Linked DNA regions of Mus musculus: regions 2, 3, 4, 5 and 6 are each linked to region 1. A link is a contact called in public Hi-C, HiChIP or PLAC-seq and promoter capture Hi-C data. All regions are on one chromosome and are shown on one strand. The core of a region is the stretch at or near the end of the contact, and the rest is flanking DNA. Distances in the headings are between cores, read along the strand shown. Region 1 holds the start of Msi2 (musashi RNA-binding protein 2). Region 2 holds the start of Vezf1 (vascular endothelial zinc finger 1). Region 3 holds the start of Mks1 (MKS transition zone complex subunit 1). Region 4 overlaps Cuedc1 (CUE domain containing 1). Region 5 holds the start of Tspoap1 (TSPO associated protein 1). Region 6 has its middle 4.1 kb from the start of Gm38610.

The links. Promoter capture Hi-C pulls out the DNA fragments that hold promoters and counts their contacts. A called contact is a pair of places that touch in the nucleus more often than the background predicts. HiChIP or PLAC-seq counts read pairs in DNA pulled down with a chosen protein or histone mark.
Region 2: a promoter capture Hi-C map of second pharyngeal arch cranial neural crest shows a contact between it and region 1, with 10 times the contacts expected there. The contact joins the promoter of Vezf1 here to the promoter of Msi2 in region 1. A contact is called at or near these places in 17 of 39 promoter capture datasets (3T3-L1-derived adipocytes, the C10 cell line, the HPC-7 cell line and 11 more), 5 of 484 Hi-C or Micro-C datasets (CD4 T cells, cerebral cortex, effector CD8 T cells and 2 more), 13 of 115 datasets of contacts at active chromatin or transcription factors (astrocytes, differentiating embryonic stem cells, effector CD8 T cells and 9 more) and 2 of 9 other capture datasets (adipose tissue and pancreatic islet).
Region 3: a contact with region 1 is called in a promoter capture Hi-C map of liver, with 4 times the contacts expected there. The contact joins the promoter of Mks1 here to the promoter of Msi2 in region 1. A contact is called at or near these places in 5 of 39 promoter capture datasets (the 3T3-L1 cell line, HPC-7-derived erythroid cells, hippocampal neurons and 2 more) and 1 of 115 datasets of contacts at active chromatin or transcription factors (memory CD8 T cells).
Region 4: a contact with region 1 is called in an H3K27ac HiChIP or PLAC-seq map of thymic regulatory T cells, with 6 times the contacts expected there. The contact joins the enhancer-like site here to the promoter of Msi2 in region 1. A contact is called at or near these places in 3 of 39 promoter capture datasets (cranial neural crest, liver and pre-B cells) and 4 of 115 datasets of contacts at active chromatin or transcription factors (bone marrow-derived macrophages, large pre-B cells, memory CD8 T cells and 1 more).
Region 5: a contact with region 1 is called in a Hi-C map of B cells, with 6 read pairs. The contact joins the promoter of Tspoap1 here to the promoter of Msi2 in region 1. A contact is called at or near these places in 2 of 484 Hi-C or Micro-C datasets (B cells and CD4 T cells) and 3 of 115 datasets of contacts at active chromatin or transcription factors (bone marrow-derived macrophages, embryonic stem cells and regulatory T cell precursor).
Region 6: a promoter capture Hi-C map of hippocampal neurons shows a contact between it and region 1, with 4 times the contacts expected there. The contact joins the enhancer-like site here to the promoter of Msi2 in region 1. A contact is called at or near these places in 11 of 39 promoter capture datasets (the 3T3-L1 cell line, 3T3-L1-derived adipocytes, cranial neural crest and 6 more), 7 of 115 datasets of contacts at active chromatin or transcription factors (acute myeloid leukemia, bone marrow-derived macrophages, embryonic stem cells and 3 more) and 1 of 9 other capture datasets (embryonic stem cells).

The regions. Positions count from the first base shown.
Region 1 is chr11:88,716,088-88,719,712 of GRCm38.p6, forward strand. Msi2 (musashi RNA-binding protein 2) reads right to left here and starts at 2,142. Exons shown (of 14, transcript NM_054043.3): 1 at 1,942-2,142; 2 at 1,618-1,658; 3 at 1,203-1,284; 4 at 423-507. The coding sequence starts at 2,003. C030037D09Rik (RIKEN cDNA C030037D09 gene) reads left to right here and starts at 2,556. Exons shown (of 4, transcript NR_038058.1): 1 at 2,556-2,930.
Region 2 is chr11:88,066,289-88,070,328 of GRCm38.p6, forward strand. It overlaps Vezf1 (vascular endothelial zinc finger 1), which reads left to right and starts at 1,991. Exons shown (of 6, transcript NM_016686.4): 1 at 1,991-2,145. The coding sequence starts at 2,113.
Region 3 is chr11:87,851,909-87,855,689 of GRCm38.p6, forward strand. It overlaps Mks1 (MKS transition zone complex subunit 1), which reads left to right and starts at 1,307. Exons shown (of 18, transcript NM_001039684.3): 1 at 1,307-1,421; 2 at 1,829-1,938; 3 at 3,070-3,140; 4 at 3,564-3,719. The coding sequence starts at 1,342.
Region 4 is chr11:88,130,391-88,133,900 of GRCm38.p6, forward strand. All of the region lies in intron 1 of Cuedc1 (CUE domain containing 1), which reads left to right. Among named protein-coding and RNA genes, the nearest start is that of Cuedc1, 33 kb to the left of the region's middle. Within about 2 kb of position 1,706, at least 155 of the 459 cell types and tissues checked have an H3K27ac peak or open chromatin away from gene starts, as enhancers often do. A contact at or near this core is called in bone marrow-derived macrophages, liver, memory CD8 T cells and 2 more, where this site is marked.
Region 5 is chr11:87,758,817-87,762,603 of GRCm38.p6, forward strand. It overlaps Tspoap1 (TSPO associated protein 1), which reads left to right and starts at 1,725. Exons shown (of 32, transcript NM_172449.2): 1 at 1,725-2,912; 2 at 3,621-3,728. The coding sequence starts at 2,586.
Region 6 is chr11:88,007,600-88,011,263 of GRCm38.p6, forward strand. No RefSeq gene overlaps it. Among named protein-coding and RNA genes, the nearest start is that of Gm38610, 4.1 kb to the left of the region's middle. Within about 2 kb of position 2,407, at least 71 of the 459 cell types and tissues checked have an H3K27ac peak or open chromatin away from gene starts, as enhancers often do. A contact at or near this core is called in hippocampal neurons, where this site is marked.

The DNA of each region.
Region 1 (3,625 bases), core at 892-3,391:
TCCCATTGGCCCCACCCCTGCCTCCTCCGCCAGGAAGCAGGCTGTGCCTTCCTTCTACAAGCCAATCCCAATGCCACAGGCTGTGCTCGGCTGACAAAGAAAGTTCCATTTACTCTGCATTGGAGTTTCTTTGCAAGGTCCCTTGGCGGGAGGCTGCCCTCTCAGGGAGCCGACCCCCCTCCCCCCAACCTTGGCTTGGCAGCGTCTGAAGCTGCAATGGGACAGACACTAAAAAGGAAACCCCCAAAACCAGCCACCGCAGCAAACTTCTGAGCCAACTCGCTAGCTGTTTAAAAGTACCCAGTTCTAGCACAGAAGCAAAAGAAGGCGCTGTCCCTTTAAACAGGGCTGTCAATGCCCAGACCGGTACTGAAAAGGGGCAAACAACAACTATTTAGAAAAAAAAAAAAAAAGCAACCTACCGTCTTGGAATCTAACTCATGGTGGGGCTGACCTAATACTTTATCTACACTTGCTGGGTCTGCGAAGGTGACGAAACCGAAGCCTCTGGAAGGAGACAAAGAGGGAGAAAAACAAACAAAATGTGACACTACTGAGCGCAACAAGGAGACCCTATATGTAGACTAGGATGCGAATGTTGCCCCCACGCACCCCCCATCCCCACCAGCTCCCTCTATTCTCCTCTAACCCACAGCCCTCTGCCTCAAGAGGTAAAAATACCAAGGTTAGTGGGGGAAGCGGGACGAGGGGGCAGGGCGGCTGGAGGTAACTTGGAAAATGCTGGTGTCTCCACTCTGGCCGCCTCAGTTTCCTCTCCTCCTCTTCCCTTTCTTAAGGCTTTGTTTTATTCCGAAGGAAAACGGACACTAAGATATTCATTCACCTCCCAAAGAGGGGACTTCAGAGTTTGGGAGTGTGCAGAAGGCATACATTCAAATTTTTAAATTAAAAAAAAAAAAAAAACTATGTGGAAAGTGGGTGAACTGAATGTCATTTTAAACAAGAGAACAAGAAGCGACAGGAAAATGACTTCAAGCGGGAGAGATGGGCGTCTCTGAATCCAGAGTTCGGCCCTAATTAACAATAACCTTTGGGGTTATGGGGGGGGGGAGCGACGTTCCAACCAGCCACGCGCCTGAGCCCCATTCTAAATCCGCTTAGCTACTTCCGAAGACACCTCCAAAAATAAAACTAAAACTTTGTTCTAAAATAAAGGCAAAATCGAGAAGGGAATGCGTTACCTGGAGCGTTTCGTTGTGGGATCTCTCATGACCATACATTCTCTAATTTCTCCAAATTTGCTAAAATAGTCTCTAAGGCTATCTGTAGAGAGAGAGGGAGAGAGAGAGAGATGGGGGGGTGGGAGAAGGTGTGGAGGGGGGAGCAATGCAATTTTTTGATCAAGGACAAAAAGCAAAAGTAGTTTTCTGTTGTTATTCTGTTTTGTTTTTGCAATATTTTTGCACACGAGGGGGAAATTCAGCAACAGAGGTCGCGTAGAGGGCTCGGAAAGGATTTGCTATTTAAAAAAATAACCTTGCACAGGAGAAGTGGGGAGCCAATGGCGGGGTGGGGGGGCTCTTACACTGGGATAACAAAGAGCAATAAAGAAGCCAAGAAGGGGGGGACCCAGGCGTCCCCCCCTCCCTCCCTTACCTGGTGAGGTCTGCCAGCTCAGTCCACCGATAAACATTTTACTAGAGGGAGAAAACATAACCGAAGTGAGCACCGATGTCAGATCGGCCATTTTGACGTGTAACTTACAAAAGCTAAAAGGAAAGCTGGGGGGGAGCGGGCGAGCGCGAGCCTGGAGGTGGGCTGGGGGAGAAGGTGGCGGCCCCACGCCACCCCAAGGTGCGCGAGTGCCCCAAGGGTGCGCGCGGGGGCGCGGGGGGCGCGCGAATGCCCCGCTCCGCACCGTCGCCCGCACAGCCCCGAACGAGCCCGCGGCGGCGCGGTGGGCAGCGGCTGGAAACTTACCCGGGGTCGTGCTGGGAGTCGTTGGCGCTGCCCGAGGTGCCTGGGCTCCCATTTGCCTCCATAGCGGAGCCCCCCCGCCCCCCCACCCCCGACACACCGAGCCCCACAGCGAAGCGGAGCGCAGCGGCGGCCGGCTCCGAGCCCCAGATCTCCGTCCCTCCTCCCCCGCCTCCTCCCCCCGCCCGGCGGCTGCGAAGCTCCGCGAGCGCCGAGCCGGGCCAGCGGCGAGAGCCCGTCACACGTGGGCTCGGCTCAGCTCAGCCCCGCCGCCTCGCACACCCCCCGTCCCCGCCCCCCCGGCCCATCCCCACCTCTCCCCCTCCTCCTCCCCACCCCCATCTCCTCCTCCTCCTCCCCCTCCTCCCCGCGCACGTGGGGCGGAGTTCTAGAACGTCGTGTAACCAATGCGGTGACGTCACGCACCCCGTTCGGTCCCCCGCCTGTCCGCGCGCGCACACGCTCGGCCCCCCGCGGCAGCGGGACCCATCAGGGGCGGCGCGCGAGCCCCGCGACTCGAGTGGGGGGGTTGGCCACGCCAAGCAGGCGGGGAGACGGGAAGCGCACCCCGAGTCGGCTCAGATCACATGGGCTGGGTGTGGGGGAGGGGGAGGCGCGGGGAGCTCGGCCCGGGCTGTTCGCTGGGCCGGGAGGCGGCAGCGCCCCCGGGCCCCCCTAGTTCGGACTATTCATTCAAGTTCCTGGGGCCCTGCGCCCGATTCGGAGGTGGCACCCGCCGCCCTCCCTGCCTCTGTGCCCCCGTTTCCAGCCACCGCGCGGAAATTTAGGTCAAGGACGCCGGGAGCACACCCACACCCTGCGCTCCCAGGGCAGTCCTCGAGAACCCCGGGATCTGGGGGGCTTGCGGATGGAGGAGACCCTCCTGCACGAACACCAGCCACAAGTTTTATTTTCCCTTCGCGCGGCAAGTTCTCTGGCTCCCGCTCCACACTGGCACGTCCTGCACGGCTCCCCGCCCTTCCCCGCCAGAGGTACGGAGCCGTGCCCGCGAAGGTTATTTCGGAACTTTGAGAAACTGACGCGATAGATAACAGGGGGCGAGGAAGCAACCAGACAGGGCTTGCGCCTTACTCAGACCGCGATTTGAAAATATAATAAAGTGGGCTTGTAGGGGTCAAGGTCAAATGATTGGGGTTCAAAGCAAATGTTCATGGAGATTGAGTAGCAGTTTGGGAGTATCCCGAGGGTGGTTAAGATAGGTGCTTATTTCAGAAAATCCCTCGACCATTCATCCGTTATCTAATTTATTTATGTTTAAAGTTACTAGGGCTTCCTCTGTAAAGAGTGTAAGCGCCAGGAGTGAAATGGCTCTCTATCTCCCAAGACCTGCGGTAGGTCTTGGAGATAACAAAGCACCTTACCCCTAGTTTTTGGAACTAGGAGCCTCACAGATTCTGACACTTAGTAGGTGTTTGGTAAAAGTTCCCTTTCTCCCCTGGCAAAGTGTAAACTCCAAAGGATTGGTGACTGTAGCTTCCCGGGGGAATCGCACACTTCGTATTCCAGGCTGGCCAGATTCAGGCTGTATTCAATTTATGGAGTATTTAAAACAGTACGGATACAATTATCCTTATTGTTTTAAATTATTACAATAAACCAAGTTAATATGGCATGAGGGGCAACATAAAGTTGTGGTTCATCAAATCCCTGGGTTAATGTTAAGCAT
Region 2 (4,040 bases), core at 741-3,240, 650 kb before region 1:
CACAGTATTAGCATAAGAATCATATTAAGTACTAGCTTTTATAATTCTGAAGCTTTATTTTGATTACAGTTTCAAAGAGCAGCTAAAGAGAAGCGGCTATACATTGGAGGAGAGAGCAAATATACATAGAGACCTTGAAGGGAATCTTCTAAGGCAGGGAAGAAGCAGAGACTTGTATCCACTGAACCAAAATACAAGCACATACTATGTCCAAGGTCAGAGCAAGAACATATTTTGTCTTGTTCCTTGGGTTTGCAACTTAGCTCTCTCCTCAGTTTACATGTATATGTAAACATATATACGCTTCCTGAAAGAAACATCAAATGAGACTGACAGACCAGGGGACATGTAGCAGTTTAGCTCAGGGATATATCAGAAACTCATTTTCTGTCCCCCTCCGTCTTAGGCTGACCAGTTCTCTGGTGGTTCCTGCTACTGATCCATCCAAACTGCTGGACTTGTCCTTCATACCCAAGGTCTTCAGGCAGTATCTAATGGGAAGTCAACTCTAAAAGGAACCAGACTGTCATTTCCTGGCCCCTTTATTCTGGTGACTGATGGAAGAGTGGGAGGGAAATATATTTGTTTAATGGTTGGAAAAACATCAAATTACCATACCTCTTCAGTTTCTATTCCCATAGAATTTTGCAACTATGGTTTTTGAATCAGTCATTCATATATATATGAATATGATATATATATATGCATACATACATACACACACATACATATATATGAAGTTGAAGATATGTCTTTTATTAAAACTGTCTGGAGGGGATAAGAGTCAGTTTGAAATATGTTGAAGTTCTGAAATAATGTGCACATCTGAGGAGTTGGTTTTATTTTTTAACATTTTATAAAAATATCATAGATGGAGCCTGCCCCCTCATTTCCCCACCACAGATTCTTTGGACTAGATATATGTTTAATAATAGCTTGTCTCTGATATTCACAGTAGCTACCTCTATGTGAGGAAAGGATAGAAAACATTCAAGACATCATATGGGCTTACGATCTACAGATTCCAACCAGTAGCAGTGGCTGACTCCTACACAGACGACTGGGAACTGCAAACAGGCTGGGGTCACCTCAGTGACATCTGACGCTGTCCAACCAGAAGTCTGACTTGTGTGTGCGTGTGCTGCAGGAATTGAAAAATGTACTAAAAGACTAAAATATTTTGCCTCTATACTTTCTCATTCGTTTTTATTGTTTGTTTTTAATCCTGGCGGGAGAGGGGTTTTTAAGTATTTCCTGTATCTGGAATGAAAGGGAAAGATGGGAAAGCGGTCCCGTCACCCAAGAATAACCCAGTAATGACATCTGAACGCGTGGGAAGTGTTTCCCTCCACAGTAGGCGCTTCTAAGGCTGTACCCTAGTGGAATTCCCTGCTCAAATTGGAAGACCACGCAAAGGGCGATGGCAAGAGCGCTGAGTGAGGGCTTAGCTGGTCAGGAATAAAAATACCCGAGGGTAGGGGACACTAGAAGCTAGCATCCTAGTTCGTAGGTGGAAGCTGTGATGTGCTTGACCGATTGAACAGCCAGGTGACCAACCGAAGCCCTGACTGCCGCTGGGGGTATGAGAGGGACGCGACGCCGCCGGGTACCAAGGCAGAGTCACGAGAGGCAGCCCAGCTGTGCCCAGCGGGCCAGCGCCAGACCCTGGCGTCCTCCATCTTCTCTCCTGCGCTCCCCCTGCTCCAGCTGCCTGAGCCACGGACCGCAGCATCACACACCCCCGCGGGGGGGGACGCCGCACCCCATCCCCGCCCCCGGCCCCACCCCAGCCCCCGCGCGGGCTCCCTGACCCCACCGCCCGCGGGCACTGGCTGAGCTCCGAGGCGGCGCGCCGGCGGCGGGGACGCCCGGAGGGGGTCGAAGCGGCTGGGGGCGGCGGCGGCCGGGCCGGGGCTCCCCCCCCGCCCGCGCTCGCCGCCGCGGTGGTGCGTCCCGGAGGTTACCGGAAGTGGCCGCGCTCGGCGCTGCCATGTTGAGGAGCCGCCGCTGCCGCTGCCGCCGCCGCCGCCGCCGCTTTGTTGTCGCCTCCTCCGCCTGAGGAGGCTCCCCGAGCGGGGGGAGTGGGGAGGAGGGGGGTCGGCCGCCGCAGCCATGGAGGCCAACTGGACCGCGTTCCTGTTCCAGGATCTGGGGGCCCCGGGGGGGTCGGGGGGCCAGGGGGGCCGGGCCGGGCTCGGGCGGGCGGGCGCTCCTCCCCTCCCGGCTCCGCTCTCCGGCCCGGCCTTAATCCCCCTTTGTTTTTCCGCCCGCCCGCTCCGGCGGAGCCCGGCCGCCGAGGTGAAAGGAGGCGGCCTCGCGGGGTGCGGGGGAGAAGCAGGCCTCGGGGTGAACCCGGGCCCCCCCAAGCACACACGCACACACACACCCTTCCCTCCCGCCCCGAAGGGGAAGGGAGGAGGCCGGCCGCTGTCACCACCCCGCGGCCCAGAGAAAGGAGGGCGCCGGGCCGCTGTGGAGCGCGGGCCGCTCGGCCACTGCGCGCCCGAGCGGGGCCGCGCGGCGCAGCGAGGGGGTCTCCGGGTCCCGCTCCGAGTACCCATCCATCTTTCGCTTGCGCTTTTCGCGTCACCTCTCTCTTTTTGTGTGTGTGTGCTTGTGTGTTGACTTTCTGACCCTCCTCCCACATCCCGCGAATAGCGGGTATCTCTGGCTTCGCCGCCACTCCCCCTTCTCGCCGCCCCCTCGGGTGGACCCGACGGGGGGTGTTGCGAGCGTGGTTCCCCTCTGCAAACTTTTCTCCGCTCCTAGCCCAAGTCCTGGGCGAGCCCTGGCAACTGGTCCCCTCGCCTCTGTCCAGCTTCTGCGGTCCCATTGAGCTTGGGGAATCCCCGAGCCGGCGGGGCCGGGCGGGGGCGGGGAGCGGCGGGGGCCGGGACTCCTGCAGGCCCGACCTTCCCCGGAGCGTGTCTCGCTAGTCTCGCTCCGCGACCCGCTCGAACGTTCGCTCCGGCCCAGTGGGCGACGGGAAGCGGAGAGGGAGCGCAAAGTCCGCTTACAAAGCCCCTAGATGAGTCACTCATAGGGAGTATGGGGGTCTTCGCTTCTTCTTTTTTTCCTTTTGCCAGAAACTTCAAAGCTAATGTTAGCGGATACTTCAGCCATACCCTTCTCCTACCACTTTAATGCGGGACCCCTGATTGGAACTTTTTCCCCCCTCTGCTTCCTTTCTGTTTGCAAATGCATTGATGAGCAGTAGAGATAAGCACATGCAGAAACTTCAGAACTGAAGGTTAGGGAGCTAGTCGTTTTTAAAATGTGTCCTTCCCGCCTCCCTCTTTGGAGTTTTCCTAAATACTTCGTGAAATTCCAAACGCGTAGCTTGGGCGCTTGAGACCTTTGGAAATGCAGAATCTTCAAAAGATTATACTCTCCGCATCTGGTCCCATCCCGGTGGAGTTAATACGGGGAATTGGAGAATTCAAAATTACCCATTGTGTAATCTGGCTTGTCCTATTAAGACATGTTTCAAATGTGAGCATTTTTATTTTAGGTAATTATTGAAATAAATGGGCTTACTAAAGTTGGAAATTCTTAAGATTTTGCAACTCCTGAACGTCCCACTTTATCATCCTTAATCTGGTATTGATTTTATTGTGCTTTGATGAGTTTGTTAAGAAAGTGATGGTCAAAAAAAAAAAAAAAAGAAAGTGATGGTCAACTTAAGAATGGATTGGCAAAGAAGTACGGAACTAGCTGGCATGAGGGTTGGTGCAAAGACGGTAAATGCTTTCTTTAGAAAAAGCTTACTTACAAATGATCGTTTGACAGTAAAGGACTGATGAGTTTTAGACGCAGTTTAAACAATATTACATTGGGTGTCTGTAAACTCGATGGAGGTGGAACAAAGCAAGCCCCTTATGTGAAGGAGAAACCCATAGTTCATCTTTGGGAAGTTAGTTGAAAGAGCCTACAAAATACTTTTAAAAGCTATTTGAACTATTCTTTTCCCAGATAAAGCTAATGCCAGCCTATTAATTTTTTTCCACCTGATGAGGAGATGTGAAAGCTCATATTTAATC
Region 3 (3,781 bases), core at 57-2,556, 870 kb before region 1:
CATGATTTCTCTGCTCTATAATCGGATGGCCATGAAATGTCCCAGGCCAGGCAACAATTGCTTATTCGGATGAATAAGTAGCAACCGTCAAATACTAATTGTCAATATTGATATTGCCAAACTGCCGGAATTAAACTTATACCATCTTTCCTTGGATGTGCCAGTGAACCATGACTTCTGAATGTCACTCTGGTGGTTTTTCAGGGGCTGGCTCGGAGTCTTAACTGGTTAATAATCCAGAACCAACATGCCCCAGGGAAAACACCCTTTCCTTCCTTTCTGCTGGCTTCCTTGTTTTTTATTTCTCTGGCTCAGTGCATACCAACAAAACTACTAATATACCTGCCCCACAGGTTTTTTTTCTTCCAGGAATGTTTTCTTTCTTTTTTTCTTTTTCTTTCTTTCTCTTCTTCTTCTTCTTCTTCTTCTTCTTCTTCTTCTTCTTCTTCTTCTTCTTCTTCTTCTTCTTCTTCTTCTTCTTCTTCTTCTCCTCCTCCTCCTCCTCCTCCTCCTCCTCCTCCTCCTCCTCCTCCTCCTCCTCCTCCTCCTCCTCCTCCTTCTTCTTTCTCTTTTCTTTTCCTGTCTTTTCTTTTCTTTTTCCTGAGACAGGGTTTCTCTGTATAGCCCTGGCTGTCCTGGAACTCACTCTGTAGACCAGGCTGGCCTCGAACTCAGCAATCTGCCTGCCTCTGCCTCTCAAGTGCTGGGATTAAAGGCGTGCGCTACCACTGCCCGGCTGTTTTTTAATTTTTGTTTGCATGTCCTTTTAGTCATATCCACCAACTGTTTAGGCCTGAGTTTTCTCTCCTTAAATTTTTTTAAATTTATTTTATGCATAATGGTGAACATGTTTGTGCAACACATGTGTACTGTAAGGCGGCAAGGTGTCTGACCCTTTGGAACTGGAGTAGAGACAGGTGTGAGTGGCCATCTGGGCCTGCTAGTTCCTCTGAAAGTCCAGTCACTAACCTCTTAACCACTAAGCCATTTCTCCACGCCCCCTAGGCCGAAGTTTTCAAATGTTCAGTGGAAGGCAGTGTTTGATCAGAAAGTAAGGACTCAGGTCACCTGGTTCTGGCCACCATCACCATTTTTGCACCTAAACAAAGTAGCTGATGGCGGTTTTCTCTTTTGTGCAGTGCACCAACTTTCACCTTGGGTGGAGGTGAGCTTTACTCACACAGGACAGCTGAGGGTCCCGCTGCCAGGCTAGGGACTGGCTCCCGCAGACGTGGAGAGCTGCGCGCGCAGCGCCTCCCTTGCCTAAGAAGCCAGCGTCTCCGTTGCCAGGGGAACGAGGCACCACGCTTTCCGGCGCGGTCGCAGCGCGAAGCAGCTGTCATGGCGGAAGCGGTCTGGAGCACTGACACCGGCGAGGCCGTGTATCGCTCCCGGGACCCCGTGCGCAACCTGCGCCTCCGGTAGTCACTCGACCCCAGTTTCAGGGCCCCCTAACTTTATGCTCCGAGGCCCCCTAACTTTATTCCACCCTAAGCTTTTAGATGCTCAGAGGCCCCTACTTCCGCTTACAATCCCAACTACTTCCTCTGCCATCTCTGCGCGCGTCTTGTTATCAGGATCTTTTTCCACTGAAAGCTTCCAAGTACACCTTTCAGATTCACCCTGCCCAAGTCCCTTCAAGTTCTCGCCACTTTCAAACCCCTCGGGTCCCTGTGCTGATTTATCCAGCAGACGCCCCTACCCACCTCTTCTTTGCAGCAGCCTTGACTTCTCTGCCTCTGTGATTTCTTTCCCCGATTCATGCTCTGTATATCTCCTTGCTGTGTGTCTCTGACACGCGTATTTGGGGCTTCTCTTCTCTTGACAGAGTTCATCTGCAAAGAATCACATCAAGCAACTTCCTTCATTACCAGCCTGCTGCCCAGATGGGGAAGGACCTCATAGACTTGGCCACTTTTAGGCCTCCGCAAGCTGCTAGTGGGTGTTTGTGATGACGCTACATTCATTTGAGACTAAGGCAGGGGTGCGGGGCAGTAGAGGTACAGAGGAGGAACGGAAGGCTCAGAGAGGTTGAGTTTATTGCCCAGTGTCACCTAGCCGAGGAATATAGAAGCATTTGAATGAACCTGGGCAATCATCTTTTTAATTTTTTATTATTTATTTATTTTTTTACATTGTAATTTACTTTTGTGTGTGTGTGCACGCCCATGCCACAGTGCGAGAGTGAAGTTCAGGGGATAACTTTTGCGAACCAGTTCAGTTATCTCTTCACCAGATGAATCCTGGGGCTTGAGCCATCTTACCCGAGTTGTGACTTGGGGGATGGGGAAAGGACTTCTAAGAGAAATATGTTCCAAACTCCAAATGTATGTATAAATACACTTAAAAAACAATTTTAAAACAGGAGTTTGCACGAAAATATGATTTTTTCCTCTTGCCTTGAAAGCCAAAAGAAAGGACAGGACCGTCGTGTTTGGCCAATAATTTTTCATGCTTTTGTCATTGTTCTTTCTACTCAGAAATATTCTTAGGCAAAAAGGGTAGCCTGGCAGATCACAAATCATGCATCTTGTGTTTCTGGATGATTCGGTGGTGGTTTCAGAAAAACATCAGGGTCCTTATCTAGCAAATTCAGCCAGGATTGAGGAAGGGCTGGCCCTTCAGCCTCTAGCTAAACTCTAGTGCCTTATACGGGACTAGAGAATGTTTCTTGGAAGGCAGAGCTACCTTTTATTCAAATTAGAGTAATGATTAGGACACCTCAGGCCCTAATCTTGCTTCTAGTATTAACCAAAGTATGTCCACCACCTGCATTCTATGTTTAGAGTGAGCGCTTAGTGAGTCACTAAATTCCAGTGGGGTTTGCGGTCAATGTGAGTAGGGACTTTGAAGGCAGACCTGGTGGTATACACGTGTAATGTCAGCGTTTTTCTGCCGAGGCAGGAGGATCTGGAATGTGAGGTCAGACCGGGCTGCAGAATGAGACACTTCCAAACAACAATAGCAAAAAATTTTAAAACCCAAATGAGACAAGAATAGGAACACTGGTTGTAATCAACCAGAGAGGAAGAAATGTTGCTGGTCTGACTCACTCTGTTGTGTTTGGAGGTGGACACCGCCCTGACGAAGAAGAGGAGGAAGAGGTTGTAATTGGATGGCAGGAAAAGCTCTTTAGCCAGGTGAGCCAGCATTTCTTGTCTTCAGTCTACCTCCACCTACCTGACTCCCACCGGGCCAGTGACTCATACCGTCAAACTCATCTCCAGGAAAGGTTGTGGTGGCTTATACTTATGTTTATGTTATGTTTATGTGGCTATTGTAATATAACGGCTGCCATGTTCAGTTTAGCGTTCTAGGTAAGGCACTCCCCATCTCCGGGCTCTATAACATCTCTAGCAACAAGGTTGGATTAGAACATCAGCTTGGATCCTTTTAACTCGAATATTCTTAGATTTTTTTCCCCCTGCCCTTCATTTTTTGAACAAAGTGACAGTCGGTTTTCAAAACGTGTCAGCTAGCGCTAGAAGTGATTTGGTTCAGTAGCTGCAGGAACCGAAGTTTGAGGTAGTCCCAGCTGATCTGTTTCTTTGTGGTGACCTCAGTTTGAAGTCGACCTGTACCAAAATGAATCCGCGTGCCAGAGCCCACTGGATCATCAGTACCGCCAAGAGATCTTGAAACTGGAGAATTCTGGCGGCAGGAAAAACCGGCGAATCTTCACTTACACTGACTCGGATAGATACACCGACTTGGAAGAGGTATCATTCCTTCTGGGCCCTCATTGCTTTCTTGTTTGTCTCCCCTGGTTTTCTAGCCTCGC
Region 4 (3,510 bases), core at 456-2,955, 590 kb before region 1:
TTAATGTAGGATGGGGCCTCTTGCCAAAGGCCCTTCTTGCCAAGGTTCTAGGAAGAGGGGCCTGCTAAGGCACAGGGCTGGGATAGGAGTTTCTGGTTTTAGCCCTCAGCTCTGAAGGGTCTAAACTGAGACACACATTTACCCGTAGAAGTGTCTCCTGGCTTGTGCAGGGGTCAGATGATGGGGTACAAGTTCAGGTTGGCTGTGGGGCCCATCAGCTTATGGGTTCAGTCTCAGTGTCAGCCATGAGATTGGCACGTTGCTTAGGAACAAGGAACATGGTGCTTTGACTACTTTCTTGAACTATTGAGTGTCTTGGATCTTACAGCCCAACTCTTCCTCCAAAGACTCTTCAGTAGCCACCCTAGGGTTACCTGGTGCTACTCATTATCCAGAGCAGCTGTTCTCAACATGTGAGTCCTGACCCCTTTGGGGGGGTCACATATCAGATACCTACATTATAATTCATAACAGTAGCAAAATTACAGTTATGAGGTAGCAGCGAAATACTTTTACGGCTGGGGATTGCCAGCATGTGAGGAACTGTATTAAAGGGTCGCAGCATTAGGAGAGTTGAGAAGCACCATTCTAGAGGAAGTTGGTTTCTAGAAACTACTCGGGGTGGGGGGAGGGGGTGTCTTCAACAATAGATGGATACCTGCCTTATCTTTTAGTTAGGCTCAATGGTGATGATGTTTAATAGTGATTAGAAAAAGCCCCTTCCCGTCTCTGTTGAAGTCTACACACTTTTCCCTTTTCTTCTCTACTCCACTGAGGCAGTAAATTCAGCCACTGAGAGATTTAAAAGCTTTGAGTAGCTGGGCGTGGTGACGCACGCCTTTAATCCCAGCACTCGGGAGGCAGAGGCAGGCGGATTTCTGAGTTCGAGGCCAGCCTGGTCTACAAAGTGAGTTCCAGGACAGCCAGGGCTGTACAGAGAAACCCTGTCTCGAAAAAAAAAAAAAAAAAAAAAAAAAAAAAAAAAAAAAACCAACAACAACAAAAAAGCTTTGAGTAGCAATATACTGGAGTAGGGGGAATTGAGTAGGATTGGATTCCATCCTGGGCCTGCCCTGTGTAAGTCCCTTGCCACTTACTACTGGAGCCTCAGGTTCCCCGTGTGTTCATGAAAACAGAGGTATCAGATTGGCAACATTGATGTGAAAATCAAATGTAAACATTTCTGTCAAGCTGTTCGGCGTGTGCAGGGCACCCAGCACTTAGTGACATTCATGGTTCATAGCTCTTCTGTTTGTTGTTTGTTTATTTCAGACAGGGCCTTACTATACAGCTCTGGCTGTCCTGGAGCTCTCTATGTAAACCAGGCTGGCCTTGAACTCACAGAGATCTATCTGCCTCTGCCTCCTGAGTGCTGGGAGCAAAGGCACAGGCCCCTACGCCCAGGTCAGAGCAACCTTTCAGCTGTGTCTTTTTAACAGTCCCACCCCAGGCAGGCAGCTTTCTTGCTTGGGAGGCATCTGGCTTGCTGGAGCTACGATTCCTCCAGCTTTTTGTGGCTGGGATATCCTGCCAAGGCAGGCCATGGTCTCCACCCCACCCCCACTCAACCAAGTGAAAGTAACCAGGGCCGGTTCCCTCTCCCCCTGTTCCCTTGCTCTCTTGAGAAAGGCAACTCTTTATGAACACAGGGTAGACTCGCTACTCATTCGCTGGTGTCTTTGTGACCACAGTTGTGGCCAAAAAGCCAACAGGAAGCCAGAGGAAGAGTCATCTGGGGACAAGCTTCGGTTCTCGATCTTTGAGCCTCAGTCTGAGGTCATGTCCTTGGCTGCTTCTAGGAGGCATTCCGTTTCCTGTCTGGCTGGGGAGAGCTGCAAAGTTGCAGCGGAGACAAATGCGATAAGCTTTCTAGCCATCTGCCCATGGCCTGGAGTTTTGGGGACCACTCTTCTGAGACCGTGGAGCAGCTGTGTTAGCACCACCTGGGCCATAACTGGAATTGCTGAATCTCGGGTTTCACACCCAACAGGCAGAGTCACAACCTACATTCTAGGAAGACTCCCAGGAGGTCCCGGTAGATATTAAAATGCTGAGAGGCTGAAGTGGACCACAGTTCTTAGCCATGGGTGCATACCAGACTCTCCCAGATTGCTTTTTAAAATGTACTGGTTTCCTAAGACCCATACTCATCCCCTGAAAAAGGAGAAGATATGGACATTGGTATTAAAGAGAAAAAAAATCAGATGTGGGATGTATACATATAATCCCTGCACTGGGACAGGATGGTCAGGACAAGACCAGGGTTAATGAGGTAGCGTAATGGGTAAAGGGACCTGCCATCAAGCTTGATAACTTGACTTTAACCTGAGGGATCCACATGGTGGGAGGAGAGAACCAACTCCTGAAAACTGTTCTCTGACTTTCACATACGGCCATAGCATGCACACCTACATGATCACTACATGCATGCAAAATAACTAAATAGTGTGATGTTTTACAAGCAGGAGTTGGGGAAGAAAGGGGTGTGTGTGTGTGTGTGTGTGTGTGTGTGTGTGTGTAGTAGGTAGTAAAATAGTCCTTAGATGATTCTATTGCATACCTGGGCCAGGGACGGATGTCAACCTCTCTCTGCCTTTGGAAGACAAGAGAGTGCCACGGCTGCCTGTGTTAAGCTCCTACTGTATACACAAAAAAAGATCTGTATTCTTGTCTGTCATTTCTATTTCAAACCTGCAAAGGTACTAGGGTTCTTCCTATCGTTATTTGAGACAATGGAGCACCACCCCGCCCCCCCAAGAAGGAAACGACACCAACCTGAGCTCCTCAAGGACAAATGGGAAACAAGGCATTAGCCACAGGGAGCTGAATCTCAGGCAGCAAGTCTGCTGCTCCTAGTAGCTAGGGAATGATGTCAGAGATGTGGCCAAACCTCAAAATAGAGCCGTGGAGGGCCTGAGAGTCTTCAGACAGGCAAGGCGTGAAGCACAAAGGAAATGGACCAAATGCCTGAAACTAGCCCTTTCCTGTAACATTTTGAACCATGTTCTTGTCTGATATGTTTGTTTGGTTTGGTTTTTCGAGACAGGGTTTCACCGTGTAGCCCTGGCTGTCCTGGAACTCACTCTGTAGACCAGGCTGGCCTCGAACTCAGAGATCCTCCTCCCTCTGCCTCCTGAGTGCTGGGATTAAAGGCGAGCGCCACCACTGCCTATTCTGGTTTCTAAGGATTGAAAATCTGCCTGGTGCTCCCACGGAATCTGATTCCTGGTTACCCTCGTCTGTCCTCCAGGTACAGCCATGAGGTATCTGTCCATAGAGAATGGAAGTTGTGAGGGTAAATCTGTCTCTGGTTTTATCCCCCCACCCTTTCACCTCTCTTCTGTAAAACACTTGGCTCCTGTCCTATACCTTGTATGTAGTTCAAAGGGACCATCTATGCAGCTCACCACATTCTTGATCTCTGCACTCTCACTGTGGAGCAGAAAGAGGCATAGACAATTGGAGCACATTTGCTTCCTTTCTCATGACCTTGGTGGGGCCAGAAACTAC
Region 5 (3,787 bases), core at 475-2,974, 960 kb before region 1:
TGTGTTTTTGATTGCAAGCCAATTGTAGATGTAATTACAACCCCAGCAACTGGAAGAGGAAGGACCAGCTTGAGCTAAGACTCTTACCAGAGAGGAAGCTGTCTCTTTATAATGTATAGACTTTGCTTGTTATTCTTGTGATTTCCTCAATAGTACAGTACAATTATTTTAACATTCACATCGTATTATAAAATAGGTATAAACAATCTAGAGATGATTTAAGGCATGGGGGTGGGGTGGGGCTGGGCTGAGGATATGGTTTAGTGGTAGAGTGCTTGCCTAGCATGCAAGAGACCTTGGGTATACAGAAGGATGTGTATAAGCCATGGGCGGATATTTCATCACCTTACATAAAAGGACTTAAGCATTTGAGAACTTAGTGGGGTATCCTGAGATGATCTTATAGACAGTCCCCTTAGGCATGGAGGGGTGAGAATATATATACAGAGACTGCGTGCACATCATGCCAGGCAAGTTTATCATGTACATAGATCATTGTATGCCATTGTACATTATTATATGACAATGTATGTCATAATGTGTTAGTGCTGTATAATGGCATGATATCTGTGATTTATAGCAAAATGCAATGATAAACTCATACGTAATTGCATGCACATAGACATTGTAGCAAATAGACATACAATGACACAAAACCATGCACAGATATATATCCAATGAGATTCATAGACAAAATAGCACACATACATGCAGTGATCTCCATGTATACACAGACATACTATGCATACTCTTCTATACATACATGTAATATGACATGCATATGCATGCTGACTGAAAGTTACATGACATAGCATGTGTACTGATGTTTAGACTGCTTTAGAGAAATGAATGTTACCTTCTCTCTTATGCAACTCCAACCCCTACCCAGTTCCATTGGCTCTGGCCTGGGTGGAGCCTACTGTCTGGGTGGGGGGTGTTCTCTATGCTTTAGCTGCTATTCCATAGGGGTGCCACATGAGGGCCCTCGACCTTGGCTTGTCTTGCGTCTAGGAGCAACATTCTTATCTCTCGAGATCTAGGTGCCCCACATACAGGCAGACACCTAGGTTGGGGCAATTCCTATGTCCTTGTTCCCAAAAGCCATTTTTTTTTCATAGCAAGTAAATAAATAAAGCCTAATGCTAGACAGAAGATGAACTTCCTGATGGTTGAGGGAAAATCAGCCCAAAAGGTCCTGTCTTATGATCTCTCCTGCTAGCCTGTGAAGGCTGGGCTGTCCCCCAAATGTGATCTGCCATGGGGAAGCTGAAGTCGTTTTTCAGCCTATTTCAACACTCTGTCCTTTTGCTCGTCTTTCTATTTTCAGACTTTTATTTCTTTGTTTTATTCCAAATCCCACCATTTCAGCTCTGTCCTTTTCTACAGCTAGGTCTCTGTCACATTGTTCTATCCCCATCAGTCTTGCCTGAAAGGAGAGGACTGTCTCTACTCCCTTTCCTCTGCACCCTGGAAGTGAGGGTCTGTGGGGTCAAGGGGATGAAGAGGCCATGTTGGGGGGTCCGGAGGGGGTAGCTTTCTAACCTACCATCCAGTAAGGAACCTGCTCTTTCCACTGTCCCGACCCTGCCAGCTTGCCTGCCGGTCCAGCCCACCAGTCCAGCTCCATCGTCATGGAAACCAGCAGCTGACTTCCTATTGGTGGGCAGGAGGGGAGGAGGAGGGGGAAGGGAGGGATGATGATGCTCCCCTGCTCCCCACTCCCCATTCTGAGGCTCTGCCCTCCTTCGTGCCCACCATCTCATTTGGGGAGCTCCGGGACCGCGAGGGACCCTTGCAGTCCCTCGAGCTGAGACTAGCTGAGGCAGAGACTATGAGGCAAGCCGCCCATCGACCCAGGCCTCCTTAGGACCGCCCAGCCACCCAGCAAGCAACTGATCGGCGGCAGCCAGCGGAGAGAAAAGCTGGAGATAAAGGACCACAGTGGATCACTGGGGATCATTCCCAGGAACTCCTGCGGACCCTTTCCAGGCAGAGTGGTCGTGATGGGTGGCCAGACTCACAGACACTGAAAGACACACGCCACTACAGATACACCGGGCTTTACAACACTGAGACAGGACCGGCGACAGCATCACACACTGCCACAGCCCTGCAATACAGACAGCCCCTACCCCCACGCAGAAACAACTGGTAACTCTTAAATAGGCACAGACAGTGACACATAGCACCACCCTTCTCAACATACACAAGTCGGAGTATTCATCCTCCAATCACATAATAAAACATCACTGACCTGCAGGGACAGACCTGGAGGCACACGTACATATATACCTTCAGCCAGGCACTCCTGGTGGTGGTCTCTCACCCCCCCACACACACCCCGTACACACACACACACACACACAAGAGAGAGAGAGAGAACCATGAGCAAACCCCAGCTCCAGTCTGGCAACCCCGATACCTTCTGAACCCTCCTTCGTGGGTGGGAAGAGCTCAGCCAACCTCTGATGGACTCGGTGAAGCCAAACACTTACAGGGAGAATGGTCTAGTCTGGCATGACCCTTGTCAGTCTTCCCGCTGGTGATGTCCCCAGGTCCAGGTTCGGGGGCCCCTTGCCGAAACCATGGAGCAACTGACAACCCTCCCACGGCTTGGAGACCTTGGAGCCATGGAGCCATGGGCACTGCCTGCCTGGCAGCACTGGACTCAGGGCCAGGGGTGCAAACCTGGAGATGCATCTCCAAGCATTGCTGGTACTCCGACAGCTCTGCAGGTTAAAGGATTGAGGTTTGAAGAGAGTTCCAAGCCTGAGGGAGCTCATAGCCCTGGACCTGTCGGAAATACTGATCCTGAAGCAACAGAGACCGGGCTGCCTAAGCTGGGGCAGCAAGCAGAGAGCCCTGGGTACAGCTGTTCCGGGCTGGAGGAGGAGGAGGCACAGGCTTATAAGGTAAGAGAGGATGGAGAGGGCTGCAAGATGGACTGGCCATAATCTGTAGTCCCACTGCCCACATTTCTTGTCTCTGTCTCTGTCTCTCTCTGTCTGTGAGTCTGCCTGTGTGATTATCTGTCCTTCCTTCCTTGGACGGGAATCTAAGTGGCCTCGCTCTGTTCTCTCTGGCTCTGGCCCTCAGTGTGGGTACATGTGTCTCTTTCTGATTATGTTAGGTCTCTTCCACCACGAGTCTGTCTGGGGGGAATCTTGGTATGCTGGGGGGTGTGGAGGTGGGCTTGGTGCTGGGCTGAGCCAAGGAAGATTTTGTTGTGGGTGGGTGTGAGTGAGCTAGCTACTGGAGAGGATGAAGGAAGCAGGACTTTAGTGGAGGGCAGGGGACTCTACAGACCCAAGATGTCTAGACGGATGGGGAGGGAGTTTGATCTGCCATTACCTAAAAGGCTGTGGGGTAGAAAGGCAAGCATAGAGGAAGAGCAGGAAATGCCCCAGAATGGTGTGAGGCTGCCGCTGAAGGCATGAAGGCATGGAGGATGGGCCTGTCCCTTCTCCTTAGGTCCTGGTAGCACCCCTCTCTGAAGGCCTGGGACACAAGAGAGAACCTGTTCACCCCTTGGGTTATAGAGTGGCGATGTTGCACACGGAAGACTCCGGCTAGGTTGAGTAGGTTTCTGAGACACCGTACCCGGTCCTTCCCTATGCCAGGCCAAGTTCAACATAGGCTTCGGGGACAGGCCTAATCTGGAGCTGCTAAGGGCCCTGGGAGAGCTGCAGCAGCGCTGTACCATCCTGAAGGAGGAAAACCAGATGCTGGTGAGGCCTGGGGAGTGAGGTTTCCCTCAGCACCCCCGATCAGCCTATAAACATTCTCT
Region 6 (3,664 bases), core at 1,157-3,656, 710 kb before region 1:
CCACTCCTGTGCAGCCTCCGAAGTCATCTATCCTCTCATGTGAAGTAGGCAATCAGGACGATGCCTCTGTAGCCCCACATCAGTCAGACCGCCTCAGTACACATGTGAACAAGAGTTGTTGTAAGACATCTGTACTGTGCTTCCCACACACATACCCTCCCCACCCCTCAACCCCCAAGGCTGAGAATCCATGTTTAATTGCCCCAGGCTGGTGCTCAGCCTGAGAAGCAGTTGGCACCCAGGCATCTGCCTCTGGTTTGACCTGACAGAAAGAAAGGAGCTTTAGCACCCCAGGAGGTGGCATAGAATTATCTGTCTGGTCCCTTGCAAGAGACAAGAGGGCCACAGTTTAGTGGACCTGGATAGCTCAGCACTAATTTACAAAGCTGCCTTGATACCTGCTCCACTGTAGCCCAGGCTGGCCTTGCATTCCTGATCATCCCAGCCTCAGCCTCTGAAGTGCTGAGGCCGTAGGTCTACACCACCATCTCTGGTACTAAACAATGCATTTCTGAACATACAATCTATAATAGCTAGGCCTAGTGGCCCAGGTCTATAGTCCCAGCACTCAGGAGGAGGATGCAGAAGGACCAGGTATCAAAAAACAAATAGGATTATGAAGTAAATTCAAGAGTCTTAAAGAGCTAAGGAGTTCGAAGCCAGCCTGGTCTACAAAGTGAGTTCCAGGATAGCTAGGGCTACACAGAGGAACCCTGTCTCAAAAAACAAAACAAAACAAACAAAACAAAACAACAACAACAACAAAAAGAACCAAAGGCTGGAAATGGAGCTTAGTAGGAAGGCACCTACCCAACATGCCACAGGCTTTAGGTTAGATCCTCAGCAAAACACACACACACACACACACACACACACACACACACACACACACACACACACACAAAGAGAGAGGGGGGGAGGGAGGGAGGGAGGGAGAGAGAGAGAGAGACAAACACAGAGAGAGACACAGAGACACACAGAAAGACACAGAGAAAGAAAGAGACAGAAGACAGAATCAGAGAGACACAAAAAGAGAGACAGAGACAGAGAGCATTTGGCCTTGACTCTTACAGCTAAAGGTTCTGACTACTCTAAGGCAGAGGATTGCACTCACAATGCCAGGCTCTATCTCTTTAGCAGGGCCCTGAGGTCCAGCCCCAGGCTCCTGATTCTACCAGCAACACAGGCTGGCACCCAACACATGGGTTGTGGCTGTCACCAGAGAGGAACTGGCAGCAGACACAGCAGGCTATGTTTTCTTTGCAAGCTGAGGGTAACTAAAGGAAGCTGAGAATTCTTCTCTTCTGCTTCAAGGAGGAGGGGGATGGAGGAACAGAGAGAATCAAGCAAGGCCAACGGCTTGCCAAAGGCTTACTCCTCTAACTTCTAAGACAAACACAGAGTGAAGACCAAAGATAGGGTGGGGAGCTAGGGCCTCACCAAATCCCTGGGGCCTGCTGGAAATATCCAATTGCGTCATGGTGGTAGCCAGCACCTATTAAATGTTTTATGCCAAGCAAACACTGTGCCCAGAGCTAGGTTATACTATGAAGCCAGTGTGTGCAGAGGCTGGGAGTATTAGCCTACACACCACACAACTGGGCTCAAGTCTTTGACTTTGTTATTCATCAGCTCTGTGATCTTGAATACGTTTCTTAAGGACCCTGTGCCTGGGCTACTTCATTATGAAAATGGGAAAGCTGATAGCAGCACCCGTTTGGTAGAGTCGGCAGATAAAGTGAGTGGACATCCATAAAGCTCTTAGTAGGTCTGCCTTATAGTAAGTATGTTGTCTGTCTTACAATAAGCTTTGGCTACTCTGAGTCACACACACACACAACTCTGAAGTAGGAATCATTAATTGTAGAGGCTCCAGGAAGCTGAATGATCCTACTGAGGTTCCCCAGTTCTGTGTGAATGACTCCCCCATCTCCTCCACCCCACGCTCCACCGTGCCCTTTGTTGTCCCTATCTTTAGGTCAGATTCACAATGGCTAGCTCCCCTTGCTTCCTATAGCCATTCCAACTTGGAAGCCACAGCCCTACTGCAGAATTGGAACAAAGGACAAAGGTGATCTCCACCTTGCCTCCTAGGCCTGGGTTGCCCTCTGGGCCCAGGCAGCAGGTCCCTCCCACCCGACTATGGCAACAGCCAGGACTGGGGAGCCTCCCAGGTGCTACATCTGCATCATCAGCCTCAGGCCTCCCTTGGGGCCGCTCCCTTCGAAGCACAGCATCCTCATCCCACCCCCATCCCCAGGTAGGATGCAGGTCGCTCAGCCTGGAGGGACCTTTTTAATTTCAGGATAAACAGACTGTCATCCTGGCTCAGCCCTCTGTGGGTTTACTGCTCCCCGCCCCCCTTAATCCGCAGTGCACAGCCGCTCTGTTCTTCTGCCAACTTGGCAGCTCGTTGCTGCTGTTACTATCAACACCTCTGAGGGAAAAAGGAGCGAAGTCGGTTCTGATCGCCTAGTGCACTGAGCAACAAATTGATACTGAGCCGGAGCACTCTGGAATGTCTCCCAGGCTCCGGAGACTCCGGGTGAGGCAAGAAAGGTGGGATCTGTGTTGTAGGGAACAGATGGGGCTGAAAATCAGCCCCAGTACGAGCAGCCCCTTATCTGGGCCGCTGGAACCAGGCTAGGACACACACAAACCCGGCCCCCACCCCCGCCGGAACCCCCAGGTCAGGGAGTGCAGGGAGGGAATAGGAAGAGCTGCTGAGGGCTGTGGCTGGAGCCTCGGAGGTACAGGACAAGAATATCGGTAAATGGATCTTGCTTTTACCGCATCTCTTGTCACAGTCCAAGGAACATGGATGACTTCAGCTCAAGAGATGGTAGATCAGGGTTTTGTAGTGTGGGTAGAAAAATGCTTTGGGGGTTTTGTTTTTTCTTTCTTCCTTTCTTCCTTTCTTCCTTTCTTCCTTTCTTCTTTCTTTCTTCCTTTCTTCCTTTCTTCCTTTCTTCTTTCTTTCTTCCTTTCTTCTTTCTTTCTTCCTTTCTTCCTTTCTTCCTTTCTTCCTTTCTTCCTTTCTTCCTTTCTTCCTTTCTTCCTTTCTTCCTTTTTCCCTTCCCTTCCCTTCCCTTCCCTTCCCTTCCCTTCCCTTCCCTTCCCTTCCCTTCCCTTCCCTTCCCTTCCCTTCCCTTCCTTTTTTCCAGACAGGGTTTCTCTGTGTAGCCCTGGCTGTCCTGGAACTCACTCTGTAGACCCGGCTGGCCTCGAACTCAGAAATCCGCCTGCCTCTGCCTCCCAAGTGATGGGATTAAAGGCAAGCACCATTACTGCCCGGCTTTGGTTTTCATTTAGACTGCCAGTTTAGGGATGTATGGACTAGTCTTTTTCTTTCAGCATCCTTGGACTCCATGTCTCCTTTACTGGTTTAGACTGGGTGCTAGAAAGAGCACAGTTTCCTTACCAGTTGGAAGCTTTCCAGGGCCAACCTTTTCCTTTACCCAACCCCACGCAGCAGAGCCACACAGGCCCAGCCCGTTGACTTCCTAAAGCTGCTAGTAGTGCCCTTCTCAGTCTAGGGCTAGGGCTCCCAGGGGGCCCGGTTGGGAAGAACAAAGAATATCTTACAAAACCCACTGTAAAGCAAAAGTCAGCTGATAACAAGAGTCACTCATGTCTCGTCAGGATCAAGAGGTGGTCATTGTGC